Regions from separate parts of the Capra hircus genome. Here region 2 is linked to region 1. The links are chromatin contacts, called in public Hi-C maps. All regions are on one chromosome and are shown on one strand. The core of a region is the stretch at or near the end of the contact, and the rest is flanking DNA. Distances in the headings are between cores, read along the strand shown. Region 1 holds the start of RGS16 (regulator of G-protein signaling 16). Region 2 has its middle 12 kb from the start of NPL.

Region 1 (3,656 bases), core at 573-3,072:
CCGCAGGCGCTGCCTTCAAAAAGGAAACTGCTCTAAGATCCCCCACGTGGTTCTGATTTGGGCATCATTTCCTGTGGTCATGCCTTGTTTCACAGCCTTCCTCCCCTCTTCCCCTCTGTGGTTTTTCGCCTTTCCCTCCCTGACCAGCTTTTCTGGGCCTTCTCATGGGTTCTGTCAGGGGAGATCTCTTCTCCTGTGTCCTCTCTTTTCCGACCCTTTACTTCCAGGCCTCATTGAGAAATAGCAACTCTCAAATGCCCTTTGTGAAATTAACACCTAAACTCCCAGAGTCACAGAAAACGTGCTATTGAGCCTTATCCTTTTTGTCTAGCAACCCTTGTATCCCTACTAAGTAAATCTGAGAGTGAAGGCTGACTAAGTGCTGACTACGAGTTGAACGCTGTCCCAAGCACCTTCTGGGTGTGGTCACAGGTGCTGCGTCTCCCAGATTTCCTTCTGGGACCAGATCCCCATTCCCCAGGGTGCTGGCTGCTGCAGGCTCACAGCTGTCTCTCTCAGTTGCTGCCTTGACAGAGGGAATTGCCTGGTTTTAAATGAGGTAGTCCAACGAACCGGTGACATGGGGTGCAAAGGCCCGTCCCCTTGCTTCAGTGGGGGACTGCTCAGAAGGGCCATCCCACTCCAGAGCACCCCCTGGGACCCATTTCGGCATTTGCTTCCTCCCTCTGCCCGGCCCTGTTTCCCTCCCACCCTCTTAGTTCCCAGAACTCTCCCCAGTGAGTCTCTGCCTCAGAGGAACCGAGTTTCCTGTTTCCTAGGGAATTCAAACTAAGAATTAAATGTATTTAGTCCTCACAACAACTTTATGAAATAAGTGCATGATTGATTTATTCTAGAGACAGAGGCATGGAATGGTTAAGAAGCTTGCCTAAGGTCTCCCATCAGTAAATGCAGGAGCCCAGGTTTGAAACTGAAAAATCTAGATCTTACACTCAGGTGCAGCCTGCTTTGCATTGCACTGCAGGTGGATGCTTCAACACTGAGCCACCGGGGAAGCCCTCACGTGCAGCCTCTTAGTAGCAATCCCAAAGGGAAGTATCAGGAAACGGGGAGACTGGGGAGAGAGGCAGGGTATTTATTACCTGTATCTCAGAGATGAAGATGCTGAACTAGCTAACAACTGCTTAAAGGCAGGATCACTCATTAGTTACTGAAGTGTTGGGATTTGAAGAGGACCAGCAGAAAAAGTATGGTAAGTTCATATTTGAATTCCGGCAGAATACTCATTGTGTGACTTTGAGCAAATTATTCAACCTGAGTCTTAGTAACAAGCACATAGTAGATGCTCAATAAAGCCAGCACCCACCTCCCCGCCCCCGCCCCCCACCCCCACCCGCACTTTTTGTCTGCTGTTTCTAACTCTGTTCTTGGGCAAGTCTTTTTAACGTTCTGACTCATGTTTCTTCATCTATAAAATGAGGTGATGATGACGAAGGGCTTACTTGGTTGACCCAAGACCATCTGGGTAAGAACACAGTAAGTGGAAGTTATCAGTATAATCATGGGGCTGTGCTGTCGGGCTTGCACCGTGTGCTCGGGTCGTTAGGGTCGAACAGGCTCAGGCTTGAGCTGTGATCGACACCAGGTGTACCTCCCCTATCCACCACCCCTACGCAAATTCTCCTGGCATCGCTGAGTTGGTTTCCTGCTTTTACTAGCGGCCGGCGGTTTGTTTTTTTCCCCCCTACTAAACTGGGTGCGCGCGTCTTATCTCCGTGTGACTTCTCTGCAGCTTCTCCCTCCCTACGCCGGCGGCCGCTCGGAGGAGGGGGCAGCCCCGTGAGCACCCCCGCGGGGCGAAGGTTGCACCCGGCGAGAGCGCATCCTGGGCCCGGTGCGCCGCCCGGTCGAACTCCAGGCCCCGCCTGCTCCTTCGCCCGCGCTGAGTACCGCTCTCCGATTGGTTGGCGGCGCGCAGCCTCTCCGCCCCCTACAAGGGAATAAAAGCCGCTGGCTCCGCGAATCCCGTATAGTAAACCCAGACAGGCGCTGGCCGCCGTTCTTCTGTCTTCGCGTTCTGCGGTGCCCGCTGGAGCCTGCTACCATCGTCCCCAAGACGTGCTGCCCTGCATCCGTAGCCATGTGTCGAACCCTGGCCGCCTTCCCCACCTCCTGCCTGGAGAGGTAAGAGCAGCTTGTCCAGATGCCTGGGGGAAGAAGAACAAGTCCCACCAACCTTAGGGAGTGAAGCGGCGGGCTTGCAGACCTGTGTGGTCTGGAGAACAGGATGAAAGTGACTTCAGAGGCAGAGGTCAACTTGGTTCCACGTTCTCAGATGCCTCTGTTAGATTCTCAGGGAAGGACGGGTGACGGGAACCGAGAAGGCAAAGCGAAGGGAGGCAGGGGGACCACTGTTTACTGCCATTCCCCATCATTCCTCTGACAAGTGGTGGTTCTACTCAGGTGACCTACTGCAGGAAGACTGCGGTGGTATCGCCAGGCAAAACTGAGTCTTCCCCAGTTTCTTAAGCACTTGGTTTTCATTCTAAGTTATAGATCTAAGGGCATGGCCTCCTCTGATCCTGGAAATACAGGGAACTGTTTTTCAGGCCCTCAGTGAGGGATGTCCCCACTTCCCAGGGTGCTACACACCCACTCCAATCTTTGCTGGAGCTGGTGGCTGGGAAGGAAAAAGTAAAGATGAAGGCAGAAATCAGCTTCCACACAGCTCCGAAAATATTTGTGACAAGCCTAGAGAGTACTGAATTGCCTTCTGCTAAATCAACAGGCACAAAAAGTGTGACTTAAGTGGGGAAAAAGCCTATGTTTGCTATACTGCAAACCCCCAAACTGAAAGACAGTCCAGTCACGGCTCAGATATTGCATTCATTGTTTCTGGGCTCATGATACTGATGAGAGAGGTGAAGCGTAAGCCCTGGGGACAGCTGTGGGTTCCCAGAAACCCTCAGGCTTGGAATTTGGGTGGCACAAACCTGTACTCTTCTGGGACTTCATGGATCTCTCTGCCCTGGCTGAGCAAGGGGAGAATCCTCACGAGCTCATGCTTTGCCTTCCAGAGCCAAAGAATTCAAGACACGGCTGGGAATCTTTCTTCATAAGTCAGAACTGGGCTCTGATACTGGGAGTGTTGGCAAGTTCGAGTGGGGCAGTAAACACAGCAAAGAGGGGTAAGTCCCGCCAACCAGCCTGGAGCCCCTAGAGGGAAGGAGCCAGATTTAGGAAGGGAGCCCTGAGAAGGAAAACACTAGGAGAAATTAGGACATACCATCGCGGACCTTGGTGACCTCTTCCTAGAGATTGTAATGGAACTTCTTGCTGGTCTGCTATGGCTGTCTGGCTCATGGGTGACTGGGTGGATGGCTCCAGCCTTCTAAGTCCACCAACAAATGAAGATCCCCAGGGTTGGAACGTCTAGTTACTAGATTCTCCCGTCTGGAGATGCCATTGCATGTGTGACGAGGGCAAGGGCAGGGCCCAAGGCCGCTGGACTCTGCTGCTACTTGCATGCAGCTCACTGGGAATTCCTGTTATATTGACTGTCAACTGTGGCAGGTGCTGTGCTGGACTCTGGGGTTGCGGGTAGGCATGATCTCTATTCAGGAGACCCTCATTTCCTTGAGAAAGTGTCCGAAACAAACTGAGAGGGGAATCGGAGGAATTTGGGACAGCAAAAA
Region 2 (3,656 bases), core at 781-3,280, 180 kb before region 1:
TAAACAATAATAATATTAGCTAATCCTTTCCTTCTCCCATTTCCTCATCCTCCTTTCCCCTTAATCTATGCAGATGAAACCTTTAATTTTAAATCTTGTTTAATCCTTGCCTCTTAATATTAAAAAAAGGATGTATAGAAACACAAAAGCTAGACATGAAAAATTATGTCCCCCACTCCCCCCCGGCAAATTGTAGTCTTTTGTGCTTTAATGATAAAGACGACTATAAGAAGATGCATATTCAGTGGGCTTGACTTTCTGATATGTAGAGGATACTTAAAAATGTGGTTCAAATTTAGTTTGTAAGTATGTTCTCCCTCATGAATAAAAAAGTTCTATGCTTCTTTTCACATTTGAGATGAAGATGGAGCAGTTAGGAGAAATATATTTTGACTCTTTTATGAGGAAAATTTATTATGTGTCCCTTTTGAAAGAAAGGAAATTCACTGAGGTAAGGTCAATTTAATATATTTTTACCCAAGACTGGTTTGATTCTGGGTAAGGCCTGAATTTAGATGCTAACCGTTCAACCTCTAAAGCTTAGGTCCCCTCTGTCAGCTGGTAGCAGGGGTAGGAGCCCAGATGGTCTCTGGAGGGAGACTCAGGGAGGTTTCGCTGGCCCTGTCCCTCCTCCTCCTCTGCACCCAAGCTGTCAGGGTATCATTAGCCTAGACCAGCACTCTCGGATTCCAGCTTTCAGTGGTATTTCCACTGAATCCATCGGCCAAGTTCTTCTGGGTCTACTGGAAAGCTCCCATAAGTTATTCCAGAATCTCACTCTTTATTCCTGTGCCCATTTCTCAGGTCAGTTTGGCTTGTTATAACTAGATTATGTTAGCTCTGAAAGACATACCTACAGTCTACATTTGTAAAGGTGGGCCAAGCAGGTAAAAAACCACGCAAAACGCAGAGCAGTGTTCAGTTCTTCCATCTGTATTAAAAGAAGTAAAGATGTGTGCAGGGATATGCCTATATACGCGAATAGGTTATCTGGAAGGATAACAGTGATGTTCAGAATATTTATGTGGCTCGGCATTGACAAACAGGATGGCTGCTGGCCTTCAAGCTGGAAGGATGCTGGAGACCCCCTGGAATCTAAGCTTTAACCCATTAATGATTGGTTGAAATTCTGGGCAGGCAGCACTTTATGGGCTTGAAGCAGTAGCTACTTATCAACCTGAAAGGAAATATTTAAGAAATTTAACAACTCGCTAGTTGTTTTATACTAGTATATGACAGTAGCTATCAGTCATTTCTCCTGGCAATAGGGATTGAGGAAGGGAGGGACTTATTTTTCAACATGCCTTTTAGGGCTGTTTGAAGTTTTTGTTTCTTTTTTCCACTGAACCATGCACTTGTGGATAGAATTTCATTTTGTTTAGTTCAGGAGAGAAGTCCTGTTTTAAATTTGGTTGAGTATTCCTGTCTGGTCGTCTGACTTCCAGGATGTGCGCAGCCTCGGGGCCATCTTCTTTGGCAGCATCTTCCCGGAAGCTCCTGCATCCAGAGCTTTGCAGCAGCCCGCTCCGTGTCTGGCTGAACTCCTGCTCACCACCACCCAGTCTCCACCCCCACCCCCAAAGTTGTGTCTGAATCTCCTCTTGTTACTTATCTTGGACATCCTATAGCTCTGCCTATCAGACCCATTACTAACTAGTGCACATACCACTCTGCTTAATCTTGTGGCCAGAAAATAAGGGGTTTTTTTGGTGTTCACATAACTTTTGTGCATGTAGAAGGGGATGAGAGAGGATGAGATGGTTGGATGGCATCACCAACGCGATGGACATGAGTTTGAGTAGGCTCCCAGAGTTGGTGATGAACAGAGAACCCTGGCGCACTGCAGCCCATGGGGTCGCAAAGAGTCGGACACGACTGAGCGACTGAACTGAACTGAACCTCTGTTTCCTGCAGTTTTACCTACGCATCAGCGCTGCTGGTAACGGTTATTGTCTTAGTGGTGAGAACTCCCGTTGCACTGGCTGTGCTTCCACCCGCCTGCGGAGTGGGCAGCCCTCCCTCCACGTCTCCCCCAGTGTTCCTGGGAGGCAGGTGGTACCGCTGGTGTTCCCTCCCGTCTTTTCCTGTTAGTCTTCCAGCTCCTTGTTGGTGTCCCCTGCCATGAGGCCACTGGGGGGCAGTGTCTCCCCTCAGCCACTGTCACAGCGCTCTCAGCCAAAGTTGCTCTCTTGGTGCCTAAAGACACAGAAAAGCCCCTTCTTCTTGGCCAGTTTTTCACCCTTGTCTCAAAGTGACATGACTTGTATCCAGCGCCTCACCGACGCTACCCTCTCTGCCTGCAGGCTCTCTGTCCACAGGCTCAGAAATGAGTCTATAGAGCTTAGGCAGGGAGCCAAGGTCAGAGAGAAGACATTTTTTTCTTTCCCATGCCCCATTCTGCACCCCAGGACTGTTCCTTCCTATCATTCCTTTGTCGCAAGCACCTTCAAGCCATCCCTTCCCTTCGGTCTAATCAGCTCCTAACCAGGCCAACTGCTCCCTTAGATTTATCAGACAAAGTTGACTCCTAGTGGTGGGCAACACTGGCCTCAGGCTGACAGCCTGGCCACACACTTTCGAGTCACACTTATCTCCCTGTGTGGTAGTTATCTTTCAGGCTTTCTGCTTCCTCCATCAAACTGTGGGTTCCTACAGTGGGAGTCCCCAGCTCTGGGTGGTAGAGTGGTAGTCACCCTTGTCTCTCCAGCACCCAGGCCTTGCCCGTTACACGGCAGACCTTGATGAATGCTTTTGAGAGAAAAATCGAATTGCTGTTTAGCACAGGTACGCAAAAGGAAACAGTTCATCTTTCCCAAAGGGATACTCAGGCAACCCACGAAGAGGGAGGAAAACTCTTCTTAAAGGGTGTCCTCTGCACAGGCATGGAGAACAAGCTTGTGGACCCAGCGGGGCCGAACTGAGAGTAGCGTTGAAACATATACATTGCCTAGTGTGAAATAGACAGCTGCTGGGAAGCTGCTCTATAACACAGGGAGCTCAGCCCAGTGCTCTGTGACAACCTAGAGGGTGGGATGGGATGAGGGATGGAAGGGAGGTTCAAGAGGGAGGGGACATATGTATACTTATGGCTGATTCACACGGTTGTATGGCAGAAACCAACGCAACTGTGTAATCATCCTCCAATTAAAAATAATTTTAAAAAGGGGGGAGTCATCTATCCTGCAAAGTAGCCGTTCAAAGCTCTTTAGGCTCCTGGGGTCCTCAGGCGGAGAAGATCCAGGGTTAGAGCAGCACTTGGGGGAGGCTTAAGCTGATCTTGTTTTAAGAAAATAACATGTCACAGCTGTGTGACTAGTTGCATTCTGTACCTGCCGATCCAGAAAACAAAGACAAAAACAGAAATGGATACAGTATGGCAAAGCATACTGATCAAAAGGGGGAAAAGCAAATGACACACAGGGACAGAGTATTTTATTTGCATCATCCCTAGTTCAGAGAAATAAGATTAACTCTGTGCCCCATTCATCTACATGTTTATAGCAGAGGTGAAAGAGACAGACTGAGGAATGGATTTGTTAGTGCCGCGTATCGGGTGTTTCTTCACTTATTATTTAGTTGAATAAGTCTGAAGTCATGTGATAGACCATTAAGCATAAACAATCCCTCAACCAAGAAAGATAAAGAAATTGTGTAAC

Evidence for each region. A called contact is a pair of places that touch in the nucleus more often than the background predicts.
Region 2: a contact with region 1 is called in a Hi-C map of blood, with 5 times the contacts expected there. The contact joins the enhancer-like site here to the promoter of RGS16 in region 1. A contact is called at or near these places in 2 of 5 Hi-C or Micro-C datasets (blood and liver).

What each region holds. Positions count from the first base shown.
Region 1 is chr16:62,279,462-62,283,117 of ARS1.2, reverse strand. RGS16 (regulator of G-protein signaling 16) reads left to right here and starts at 1,822. Exons shown (of 5, transcript XM_005690948.3): 1 at 1,822-2,145; 2 at 3,039-3,149. The coding sequence starts at 2,102.
Region 2 is chr16:62,457,910-62,461,565 of ARS1.2, reverse strand. No RefSeq gene overlaps it. Among named protein-coding and RNA genes, the nearest start is that of NPL, 12 kb to the left of the region's middle. Within about 2 kb of position 2,030, at least 1 of the 5 cell types and tissues checked has an H3K27ac peak or open chromatin away from gene starts, as enhancers often do.